Linked DNA regions of Sus scrofa: region 1 is linked to region 2. Evidence: chromatin contacts called from public Hi-C data. All regions are on one chromosome and are shown on one strand. Each heading gives the region's core, a stretch centred on a gene start, on an enhancer-like site or on the middle of the called end of the contact. The rest is flanking DNA. Distances are from core to core; before and after follow the strand shown.

Region 1 (6,227 bases), core at 3,282-5,781, 140 kb after region 2:
CCAATTAGGTTATAGGATGTAAATTTTCCGTAAAATGAATGAGCTAATCAGCAGTTGTAAGGTTTTGATGGAAAAATATTTAAGGCATGTGAGATTAAAGAAATAATGTGCGTTTGGGTGTGTTTGTGGAGAGAGGGGGCAAAAGCGTGTTGAAGCTAATACTCTTTCATTTTGTCCAACCTAAGTGTTCAGATTGAGCTGGTGCCCTCAAGAGAAAGAGCAGTAGATATAATCAGTAGCAATATGATCTTAGAAAGCCTTTTTGGTGTACTTCCCAAGAATTTAAGAGGTAAATAACTCTGTTGATTAGGTGTTGACCCCCTTTGCATGAAATGCCTTTTGTTAAAATTAAATTCTAGGAGTTCCCGTTGTGGCGCAGTGGTTAACGAATCCGACTAGGAACCATGAGGTTGCGGGTTCGGTCCCTGCCCTTGCTCAGTGGGTTAACGATCCGGCGTGGCCGTGAGCTGTGGTGTAGGTTGCAGACGCGGCTCGGATCCCGCGTTGCTGTGGCTGTGGCATAGGCCGGTGGCTACAGCTCCGATTCAACCCCTGGCCTGGGAACCTCCATATGCCGCGGGAGCAGCCCAAGAAATAGCAACAACAACAACAACAAACGACAAAAGACAAAAAAAAAAAAATTAAATTCTAATAATTTTATTTTGGAATATAATCATTACCAAGTGGTTTGTTTATATCACTCTTTCCCAAAGTGCTTTCTATGGAATAAAATAAGGTTCCGTGATCAAATACGTTTGGGGAAATGAAAGGTGAATGGGCTAAACGTGTTTATCGCAGGCTCCTTGAAATCCTTGTGTCAGTCAGCTCTTAGTGTGTAACAGCCATCACAAAATCACAGTGACATATAGCACTAAGCATTTTTCTTCCTTTCTTTTTTTTCATCTTTTGTCTTTTTAGGGCCACATGCATGGCATATGGAGGGTACCAGGCTAGGGGTCCAACTGGACCTGTAGCTGTCAGCCTATGCCACAGCCACAGTAATGCCAGACCCCAGCTGCATCTGTGACCCACACCCACAACTCATGGCAGTGCTGGATCCTTAACCCACCGAGTGAGGCCAGGGATGGAACCTGTGTCTTCGTGGATACTAGTTGGGTTTGTTAACCACAGAGCCACGATGGGAACTCCAGCATTTTTTTTCCTAACTTTCATGTCTGATAGGGCATTTCTCCCCAAGGCTAGGTGTGGATTTCACGATTGTTCCCCTTGTCTCTGAAGCAGACTGGAAAGGTCACATTCTTAAAAGCTCCCAGAGGAGCAGGTAGAAACATACAATACCTCTTAAGGTCTACACGAGGAGCTGGCACCCTGTTACACCCACCCTCTTTCTGTTGGCCAAAGGAAGATGCATGGCCAGGGCTCAGGTCAATGGATCGGAGAACCATGCTCTGAACATGGAGGCTACAGAAGCAGTGAGTTGTTGCTGCAGCGTCATCTACCCTCGCCTTTCATGTGGTACCAGGCATTGAGCATCTTCAAAAGGGAAGATGTAGTACATGGCATTTTCAAATCTCACACCAAAGAACCCCTATGAATTTCATAGGACTTAACTAGTGTTTTTTCTAATGCACTTTAAGAAATGCTAGTTTCGCTCACAGATATAGAAAACAGACTTGTGGTTGCCCCGGTTGCCAAAGGGGAGACCAGTGAGGGAGGGATGCACTGAGAGTTTGGGATGAGCCGATGCAAGCTCTTATGTACAGGATGGATAAACACACCAGGTCCTACTGCATGGCCCAGAGAACTATATTCAATATCTTCTAATCAACCATAATGGAAAAGAATATGAAAAAGGAGATATAGATATATATCTGAATCACTTTGCTGTTCAGCAGTAATTAACAAATGTAAATCAACTACAATAAAACAAAACCTTTAAACATTAAATTTTTAAATAAATTTTAAAAAAAGGAAAGGAATGCCAGTTTAAATGTATAACAGTTGGAGTCCAATCAGGAAAACCAAAACCACACAAGATGTTTCCAGCAGAGAAGGTTTCATACAGAGTTGATGACACACATGTTGAAAGGCTAAAAGAAAAAGGAAGGGGCCTGAAGTAGCTGCAGGAAGAGGGTCCCACCCCTAGCGCCCCCTATGGCAATTTCTGCCTTAAGACGCAAGTTTAACCCAAAGTCAGAGGAAAGGGAATAATATTCTTACGAAATAGAAACAAATTATGGTGAAATAGCAGTGATTGCCAAGGTGTGGGTGACTTGGCAGTGATGTGAGGAGATTTCCTTTGGAGAAGGAAATGTTTCATACCGGGATGAGGGTGGGTTGCTTGGGTAGTTTGTCAAAATTGGACAATTTAGATCTGTAAATTGCATTCTAATGTAATTTCTCCTCAAAGAAAAGAGAACCGTCAATAATGAGGAGGGGGGATTGGGTGGGGATAGAAATGAAACAAGAATGGTGGAAGATGAAAATTCTAGAAACTGGGTGACGGTACATGGGGTTTCATTACGCTATGTGTACTTTGTATATATTTGAAATTTTCCATATTAAAAAATTGGGGAAAGTATATCTTTAATAACGTTTCTAGGATACAAGTGATAAGGGCCTATTTTTAAAAATCAGAAAAAATAGAGCTTTGTTAATCAACTATAATTTAAAAAGTAAAAAAAAATGAAAATCAGAAAAAAAAAATCACCTCTATGTTCCCAAGAGATAACCATGCCTGATTTATTTATTTATTTATTTATTTTTTATTTATTTTTTGTCTTTTTGCCATTTCTTGGGCCACTCCCGCGGCATATGGAGGTTCCCAGGTTAGGGGTCAAATCGGAGCTGTAGCCACAGGCCTACGCCACAGCCACAGCGATGCGGGATCTGAGCCTCGTCTGCGACACACACCACAGCTCACGGCACGCTGGATCCTTAACCCACTGAGCAAGGGCAGGGATCGAACCCGCAACCTCATGGTTCCTAGTCGGATTCGTTAACCACTGCGCCACGACGGGAACTCCCCATGCCTGATTTTTGGAGAACTGCAGCTACTTTTTCTTTCTTTCTTTCTTTCTTTTTTTTAAGATTTTTGATTTTTTTCTATTACAGTTGATTTACAGTGTTCTGTCGATTTCCGCTGTACAGCAAAAGCGACCCAGTCATACATAGATATACATTCTTTTGCTCACATTATCCTCTATCATGTTCCGTCCCAGTGACTAGATAGAGTTCCCTGTGCTGGACAGCAGAGAACTGCAGCTCTTGGTGGTAGTAGGAATGGACCTGGACCTGTCTAAGAGATGACATTGCTTTTCACTGGTGGCACCGTGAATACCACTGTCAACCTCATGGTAGGGCGGGCTTTGAATCAAGTCATCGGTGCATCAGGGGGCTTTTTTTTTTTTTTTTTTTTTTTTTTTTTTTTTTGGTGGGAGGTTTCTGTTCTTTGCATTTGCTGGCTTCTTTTTTCAGAATGAGAGTGCCGGGGTCCTGGGTGTGTCAAGCCAATTGCTGGTAATTACAAATTACTGCTTTTCTCTGAAAGCCCTGGGGCTTAGGATGGGTAATTAAGCTGGCAAGCGCCACCAACCGAATGCTCCAAATGCCAGCCCCACTGTTTCCAGAGTTCTTGCAAAGCAGGAAGGGTCCAAAAATTCCTTTAATCGAGTTATTTCCTTTATTTTGTTCATGTATTCATTTGTAGCCACTCAGTTTCAAAAAGGGAAGACTGCAGTATGACACACCTTCTCTGGGATACAGGCACTAAAACCAGGGTAAAAGCAAAGAAACCTTTCCGGCGATTTTTTTTTTTTTTTTTTTTTGTCTTTTTAGGGCTGTACCTGCAGCATGTGGAGGTTCTCAGGCTAGGGGTCTAATCAGAGCTATAGCTGCCGGCCTACACCACAGCCACAGCAACGCAGGATCCAAGCCTTGTCTGCGACCTACACCACAGCTCACAGCAATGCCAGATCCTTAACCCACTGAGCGGGGCCAGGGATCAAATCCACAGCCCCATGGTTCCTAGTCGGATTCATTTCCCCTGTGCCACAACAGGAACTCCCGTTTCTGGTGATTTAAGTGTAGAGAAGCCAGAGGGTTAAATGGTCATTATGTGGAGACCTGTGTAGGGTTTGAGCTTTTACTCTTTGCCAGCTAACACCTTAGCCTCCACGCTTCCATGGATGTTGGCTGAAGCCATGAGACTCTTGGGTGGGAGAAAAGATGGGTTCAGAGCCACAGCAATAGCTAGAGACCCAGCGTTTGGTCATGGGTTTCCAGAGCCTCAGTTCCCATGGGGTGAAGCAGAGGGGCCGGGGGCACTAGGACATGAAGGGTCTGTTACAGGAGAGGGATGGTGAGCTTCGGGATCAAAAACCACAAGATCTTCCAAGGCTATTGGTCACACCAACGTCCTTCGAAAGAACCAAGGCATCCAGGGACTCAGCTCACAAATGCACAGGCTCCTGAGGGATCTGGGAAATTGCCTCCCAATCACTGGGGCTTCTCAAACATCAACGTGCATGGGAATCACCTGGGGAGCTTGTTAAACTACAGGCTCTGATTCAGGAAGTCTGGGCTGGGGTCAAGATGTTTCTTACAAGCTCCTGGTTCTGTGGGCGCTGCTGGTCCCAGGCTGGCATGTGGAGCCTCGAGCCTTGGCACCATCCTCGATGCAAGCCGTGGTGGTAAGTAGCTACAGGTGGGAGCATGGGCGTGTGACAAACTCAGACCCTTCCCAGCGATGGTTAGAAGAGGGTGTGTTCCAAAGACAGGATTTGACCATGAGCAAGTACTCAGCGAATGAAGCCTGGCTCCTGCCTGCTGTGCGAGCTTGTCGGAGACACGCAGCATAGCAATAAAGAAGAGCTGGCCCTTGGGTACCAGCCGGTCTTGGGTGTGACATCCCAGATTCTCCCCTAAGTCCCCGCGTGACCCTGAGCAGGTCCCTTTCCCATCTGGGTCCATTTTCTCATGAGCGAATAGGATCCTGACATCTCACATCTCAGAGGTGGCCGTGAGGGTGGGATGGAATTGCACAGGTGGGGTCTGTAATTCCTGTCTCCGTGCTGGACCAGGAGGAGCCCATCTGTGGGGACAGTTGGGACCAGGGAAGTGTGGACTGAGCAGTTGCTTGATAAACATTTTCTAAAACCACCATCACCACCTTGGAGTCAAGGTCGGGGAGCAAGCGACCTCTTCTAAGCCTAAACTGTCACATGGGGAGAGTAATTCCCACCCCTCGGGGAACAGCTTGACTGAGGGGCCCGAGGGCTGGAAGAACCCATACGCCAGAAAATGACCTCAGACGGTATCATGACAAGGGGGCGGGGCAGGACCCAAAACACGGACCATGAAAACGTAAAGAGCTAAGGACAGCTCCACGTGTGAGCATAACAAGTAGAAACCATTTAGTCTTAACTGGCACTTAACTCACCCCGCAGCCCCCTCAACCCTGCCAGACACAGCAGCGTTTCTGGAGATGAAGAAGCCTCCTCTGAGCGCTGGTGGTAGGAGTGTGTGAGGCCACCTGTCTTAGTAACAAAATTACCCTCGGAGTGAGTGGCTTCAAACAACTTGATTATCCGGAGTTTCTGTGGGTCAGGGATCTGGGTGCGGCTTGTTCTAGCCACGTGACCAGGCTTCAAGGTAGAGACCCACCCTGGGTGCCTCCAAAACCAGGTGAAAATCACCGACCCAATTATGATCACTACACGGTGCTGAGCGGCTGATTCTGCTCCAAACAACTCACGGACCACGGCTGGGCAGCCTTGTTCATCTTTAGTTGAAAGATTCCATAGTGTTGGCCAAGGGTCAGCAGTTCTGAAGATAAGTGTACAGTCAATCCAGACCGTTGAGATGAACTCCTGCCGTGCAATCCACCCCCGTGACCCTTGGCCGACGTCTTTTAGAAATGAATCATTCTTTACTGGGAGGGTAATGGACAAGCCTACTTGGCATCTCTTTAGGGAGTCACTCTGTGTTCTATGTAGGTTTTATAGATTCCATGACAATCTGTTGGGTGTATGTGTCTGGTGGGGTTGCCTCTGCCTACCCGTGCCACATCCCCACCATACCCTAGATCTGTGCAGCAGTCGAAGTCTCCGTGCTTCCTTGGCCCCCGTGCTTAGTCCAATGATGGGCATAACCCATGCCAGGCCAGAGACATTCTCTAGGGTTGATATGGACACTAGATAGGGACACATCTGTTTTCTTTGATGAACTATGAGGATGTGGGTGGCCATCTTTGCAATCCTATTATG
Region 2 (6,177 bases), core at 1,445-3,944:
CTAGAACCGCAGAGATGCCACCAATCCTGTTGTGCCGCAATGGGAACTCTGTTTTTGCCTTTCTTAGCTGTGAATGTCGTATGTCTTAGGCTGTTTGGCTAGAAGCTGGTGCCTCCAGTCCCATCAGTGCATCATTATGACATGACATGACCCACAGAATCACAGAATTTCATGTAAGCTGTGCTGCCCTAAAAGGTCAGTCTTTTTTTTTTTTTTTTTTTTCCCTTTGCTTTTTAGGGCCACACCCACCACATATGGAAGTTCCCAGGCTAGAGGTCAAATTGGAGCTGTAGCCACCAGTCTACATATACCACAGCCACAATGCCAGATCTGAGCTGTGTCTGCAACGTACACCACAGCTCGCAGCAACACTGGATCCTTAACCCACTGAGCGAGGCCAAGGATCGAACCTGCGTCCTCGTGGATACTAGTCAGATTTGTTTCCACTACATCACAACAGGAACTCCAGGTCAGTCTTTTCTGGTGGGCAGTTGCCAGCAGGCAGTTGCATCTGTGGTGCTTTTTTCACACTATGACTCAGTGTGTTTTAGAAGGTTCCAGTTGGGTTTACAATTTACTCGCCCCTGGCAGCATCGTGGGCTTTAGACTCCACCTTAGCCTAATAGATAATAACAGTTACAGCAAATGCGATGCTGCGTTTTAGAACCACTGCTTACAGTTGTGGCTGAAGTGAGGGACGCTGTGGGCGTCTGTCCGCCTCATTCCGAGCAGGGGTCTCAGCACGGCTGCTCCTCTGAGACGTGCCCCACAAGATTTTTAATCCATTGTCGAGTACTGGTTGAGTTCCAACCATGTTCCAGCTTTTGTTAGATGCTGTCGTCGAGGTGACCATATGATTTTGAGAGTGAGAAGGAGCCATTGGTAATTACATGAGACACCAGGCACAAACTGGCCCTGTGTTCTGTCAGCCGGAGTGGATGCTTGCCTGAGCCACAGCGGGTATAAGAACCATCCATGTCCTTGTCCACACTCTCGAGGACACCCACAGCCCTGTGTGGAGCTGACACTCACACAGCAAACAGCCCGAGAACATTATTAGGACCTGCTGCTCTTACTGCTGCTGTTGAAAAAGACTCTGCCCTAAGTAGTCAGTTGTGAAGTTGTGACCTTTAGGAGGCTTCTTGGGCCTCCCTTCCTTCTCCTTCTTCCTGCCAAACAAACAAACGAGCCAGTATTGGTGATGGTCTCTCTCAGCTCCCTCAACTCTCTGTGTGTATCTTTTTTGTGCCTCAATATCCTTATTAGCCTCTTTGCTTTACTAGAGTATAAGCCTCTTGAGAGCAGGAAATCTGTCTTTTGTTTGTTTGTCTTTTTAGGGCCGCACCTGTGGCCCATGGAGGTTCCCAGGCTAGGGGTCCAACTGGGGCTACAGCCTCGGCCTACACCACAGCCACAGCAACTCGGGATCTGAGCTGTGTCTGCGACCTGCACCACAGCTCACGGCAGTGCCGGATCCTTAACTCACTGAGAGAGGCCAGGGATGGAACCCATGTCCTCATGGATGCTAGTTGGGTTCGTTATGCTGAGCCATGATGGGAACTCCAGGAATTATGTTTTTTCTTAATCCCTGTATCCCCAGTGTAATATTTGTTGATTGAATAAAGTGGATATTAAAATTAGTTCTAGTTCCTGAGGAACATGGCCAAAAGAAAAAAAAAAGATTTTTTTAATCATCTCAAAAGGAAAAATTGGAATCTAATGTTTAAAAAAACTGAAATATCTGAAATAATCTAAAAATATACTTTATTAATAGATACGCATTGAAAAGTAGCGTTCTTAAATACAGAGGGGAGGGAATGTGTGGAAGGCTTCTGAGGGTAGGCGAGTTCATCTGGAAAAAAAAAAAATACACGCACACACACAGGGGGCAGTCATTTGCAATACTTTACTACCCTGGCAACAGCTTTATGAAATGCGATGGCATGGCAACTTAAAATCTTTTTTTCTGGGTTAAAAACCCAGTATTTTTTTCAGTATGTGAGGATTGCAAAACTTGAAATATGCTGGCTAAAGAAGAGCTGCAGTTAAAATGCTGGCACAGCCGTGACTCCTGTGGCTAATGTGTTGCCCGACTCTCCCCGAGAGCAGAGATGTGTGTGTGTGCGCCAGGATGGACTGGTTTTAAAACTGAGCACCTACCATGTCGTTCTGGGTGCTGCCCTGTCAGGGGGGTCACAAGGAAAGAGACAGACCCCTGCCCCCTAGGATCTCATCATCCAACCCAAAGACAGGCCCACAGATAAATCATTGCAGACGTTAAGGATACATAAAGGACCACGGGGACCCAGGGGATGAATCGATTCTGCTGTGCGCTGCACGCGTGTTTGTGGGAGATGCTGTCGGGAGGGAGGGGGACGTTGGGGGAACGATGGAGAAGAAACAGCATCTGACCAGGTCCTGGGAGACAACAGAGATTTGTACACGACCAGTATCTGTGTTGAGCTTTTCATTTGGAAGGTGTGCTCCTTGGACATTCGATCATTCATTCCCTTTTCTCATGTAACTTTGTTGGAACCTGGCTTTGGTTTGTAATAATCTTAGGAGATCTTAGGTTGGGCGGCGTGGCAGTCGGCAGTGCTCAGCAAAATCTCGTATCCTGATTTTGAGGAAGCAAATGTTAGAAGGGAATTCCTGGGAGGAGTGAGGGGGTGCATGGGGAGGGGGTGGATTCACTGGGGCGTGGGGGAGTGTCAGGTTGTGGGTGCGCCCAGAGGTGGGGCGCGAGAGGGAAGGGCAGTGTATGGGTGTGTGTCTACCTCCATGTCCTTACATGCATTCACCCAGGCTGCTGCTGAGCCCTGGAAATAGACCTAAAACATTTGTGTATCTTTTTATGCCTATTGTGTCATTAAATCTTCCTGACAACACCCGACGTAGGTGCCATCAGGAAAACTGATCCCCAGAGAGGTCGTATGGCTGATTTGTGACAGCAGGGACGTCCTCTGGCTGGAAAATGGAGGACTCCCCCCCCCCCGCCCCGGGCTGTTGCTGTTCCCAGAGGGCCAGTGGGAGGGAGGAAGGCAGGGGGTGGCGAGGCCTCCTCTGGGGAGGGAATGGGGTCGCGCGGGGCTGCGAGTGAGACCCAAGCGCGTTCCATCGCCCCTTTTGATTGTTGACCACTCTTCAGGTACATTTCCCCAAGTTATGAGTTTGGGGCTCTGATAGAAGTGCCAGCTGTTGTTCTGAGACCAGAGTTTTGATGATTAAAATACCTGTGTTGTCTGGGCGGCAGAAATGACCCGCAGGAAAGGTCGTCTGCTCCCAAGCCTTGGTAGGTAGAAGTGAAGCCATCCAGCACAGCACGCACACGCTCCCTGCCTGTCGCAGGAGGCGGTGCGAGCAGCTCTTGAACAGTGTCCCTTCAGACTTGCCGACAAACAGGCAGAGGAGCTTCTCCGAAGGAGTTTGTCTCCGAAGCCATAACGTAGTCACACGTGGGAGCTTGTCATCCTTGTCATCACGTGTGAAACTCCTTTAAATGTCAGAGATGGAAGACGATCAGAAGAAAGCTCGGTTTGGGATTGAGCCACACCCAGAATGAGGGAGCTCCAGAGTAGGATAAGGGAGTCCCAGTGTCACAGGTGGGCAGCCCAGGAAACCTGGGAAGGACAGGGAGCTACAGTCCCTGCTTCCAACAAGGAGGGAATTCATTTCCTTGTAGAGGAAACCGACCTAAGTTTGCTGTGCTTTTCTTTTTTTTTTTTTCTTTTTTGGCTGTGCCCACAGCATGTGGAAGTTCCCAGGCCAGGGATTGAACCGGAGCCACAGCAGTGACCCAAGCCACTGCAGTGACAATGCTGGGTTCTTAACCCACTCTGCCACAAGGGAGCTCCATGCTTTTAAGAATATTTTTCAGCATAAAAGAAAAGAGGTTAGTTTGTGGTCTAGAGGCAGCTCTTCCACTGGGTACCACTGAGGCAGAGGTTCAGATAGCTCTGTCAGGGCCCTTGTCTCTACATCTCAGCTTCGCTGTCCTCTCTCTTCTGTTAGGGTGTCCTTCTCAGCGAGGCTTTGTGGGCAGAGACGGCCACTCACAGCCCTAGGGTGACACTGGCCTTATCATTACTTTTATAAAAGGCTCAGGAGCCCCGGTTAGGACAGGCCACTCTTTTTTTTTTTTTTTTTTTTTTTTTTTGTCTTTTTTGTCTTTTTTAGGGCCGCACCCACAGCATGTGGAGGCTCCCAGGCTAGCAGTCCGGTCGGAGTTGTAGCTGCCAGTCCACACCACAGCCGCAGCAATGCCATATCCGGGCCATGTCTGCTGTCTACACCACAGCTCACAGCAACATTGGATCCTTAACCCACTGAGCGAGGCCAGGGATCGAACCCGCAACCTCATGGTTCCTAGTCGGATTCATTTCCGCTGCACGGTGACGGAAACTCCCCAGGACAGGCCACTCTTAAATCCAAAATAAACAAAGTGCATTTGATGAAACGAAGCGAGTTCTCTTGGCCACTGCATCTGTCCCCAGCACATATGTCTACACATGTGCGGCTGAGCACCCTCCCAACTCCCTGAATATTGCTCCCCAGACCCGCAGAAGCTCCTGTGGGTTGTAATGCTTTTAATGGGTGGCATCTGTCTTTGTAGGTTTTTATTTCAGTGGAAGAATTAGGCTCGTCGTTAGCTTTAAGTGTCCCTTTCTGACGTCATTACCCTGGTTTCTGAGTGGGGTCCTCGTGAATGTCTCTAAGGTTTGCCCAGCTCTAATTTTTTTTTTTTTTTTCTTTTCCTGAAAGCACCATCTTCTGGCACTTCCCAAATCCAGAGAGCTTCCCCTTCCCTCAACTTAGAGCCACTTCTGTCTCCTTGTAGCCTTTGTTTTTTGTTTTCTTTTTGGTTTGGGTTTTTTTTTTTTTTTTTTTTTTTTGTTCATTCTGGGACATAGGGAGTTCCCAGGCCAGGGATCAGATCCGAACCACAGTTGCAACCTAAGCTGAACCTGTAGCAATGCCAGATTGCTAACCCACTGTGCTGGGCTGGGGATTGAACCTGCGCCCCAGCGCTCCCAAGACACCGCCAACCCTGTTGCACCACAGTGGGACCTCCTTCCCTGCAGGCTTTGAAGGTTAACGCATACAAGCGCACTTGTGCACACACACACACAGATGTGCCTGTCCTGTTTATCCACTGTCATCAGGATGTGTAGTAATTGCTGGGATAGGGGGAAATGGTTTAGTTTTGAAATTAAAACTTGAAGATGCGAGTTGGCAAGATCCTGAGTATTTATTCGCCTCTATCCAAATCTGTGTCCCAAATCTGTATCTGGCCTCCCCTCTGTCTCTACTGCTTTGGTCTGATAAGCTTGTCAGTTCAAGTGCAGTGACGCAGGAGAGCTTTAGTAATTTTCTTCTGAGGCTCTACTTGATTACAGTGTGGGACTGGTGCTGTCCTGTTTTTCATTTCTTTCTCTTATTCTAGGCACTCGAAGAGGCCCAGAAAGCTATTCAGCAACTCTTTGGGAAAATCAAAGATATCAAGGATAAGGCAGAAAAATCAGAGCAAATGGTGAGTGGAGGTTTCTTCCTGACCCTTTTGTCCCAGAAGAGGAAATTGGCTTCTGGTCCAGTCATACCAATTACTGGGCTTGTTCTTCCCCTTGCTGCCAACGGTGGCGCCCACATCTCCTGGGCCGGCCCTGTGAGCGTGTTCCCCATCCACATCCGCTCGGGGAGCTGCCTGACACTCAGTGACTCGCCCCCTGCTGCCCTCCGTCTGCAGCCCTGTTTTTAAAGAGGGGGAGTTCACTTCTTCCCCTTTCCCCCAAATAGTCTCCTACTCCTTTTGGATTCCTTTCTCTAGCATCACTTTTTTTTTTTTTTTTTTTTTTTTTTTTTTTAGGGCTGCACCTGCGGCATAGGGAGGTTCCCAGGCTAGGGGTCGAGTTAGAGCTGTAGCCGCCAGCCCACCCCATGGCCACAGCAGCGCTGGATCCAGGCCTTGTCTGCAACCTACACCATAGCTCCTGGCAACGCCAGATGCTTAACCCAATGAGCAAGGGCAGGGATTGAACCCGCAACCTCATGGTTCCTAGTCGGATTCGTTAACTACTGTGCCACGACGGGAACTCCTTTAGCATTTGTTCACATCACATATTTCTCAGTTAAAATGTATGTAACTTGGTATCGCTTGAAACTGGATCCCATCGGGGAGGT

Evidence for each region. Hi-C and Micro-C count contacts between places; a contact is called where the count stands out from the background.
Region 1: a Hi-C map of omental adipose tissue shows a contact between it and region 2, with 1.6 times the contacts expected there. The contact joins the promoter of RPH3AL here to the enhancer-like site in region 2. A contact is called at or near these places in 4 of 47 Hi-C or Micro-C datasets (embryonic fibroblasts, epiblast stem cells and omental adipose tissue) and 1 of 2 datasets of contacts at active chromatin or transcription factors (skeletal muscle).

Annotation. Positions count from the first base shown.
Region 1 is chr12:47,317,974-47,324,200 of Sscrofa11.1, forward strand. RPH3AL (rab effector Noc2) reads left to right here and starts at 4,532. Exons shown (of 10, transcript XM_021067542.1): 1 at 4,532-4,652.
Region 2 is chr12:47,179,582-47,185,758 of Sscrofa11.1, forward strand. VPS53 (vacuolar protein sorting-associated protein 53 homolog) reads left to right here. Exons shown (of 22, transcript XM_003131813.4): 5 at 5,444-5,530. Among named protein-coding and RNA genes, the nearest start is that of VPS53, 41 kb to the left of the region's middle. Within about 2 kb of position 2,695, at least 2 of the 83 cell types and tissues checked have an H3K27ac peak or open chromatin away from gene starts, as enhancers often do. A contact at or near this core is called in omental adipose tissue, where this site is marked.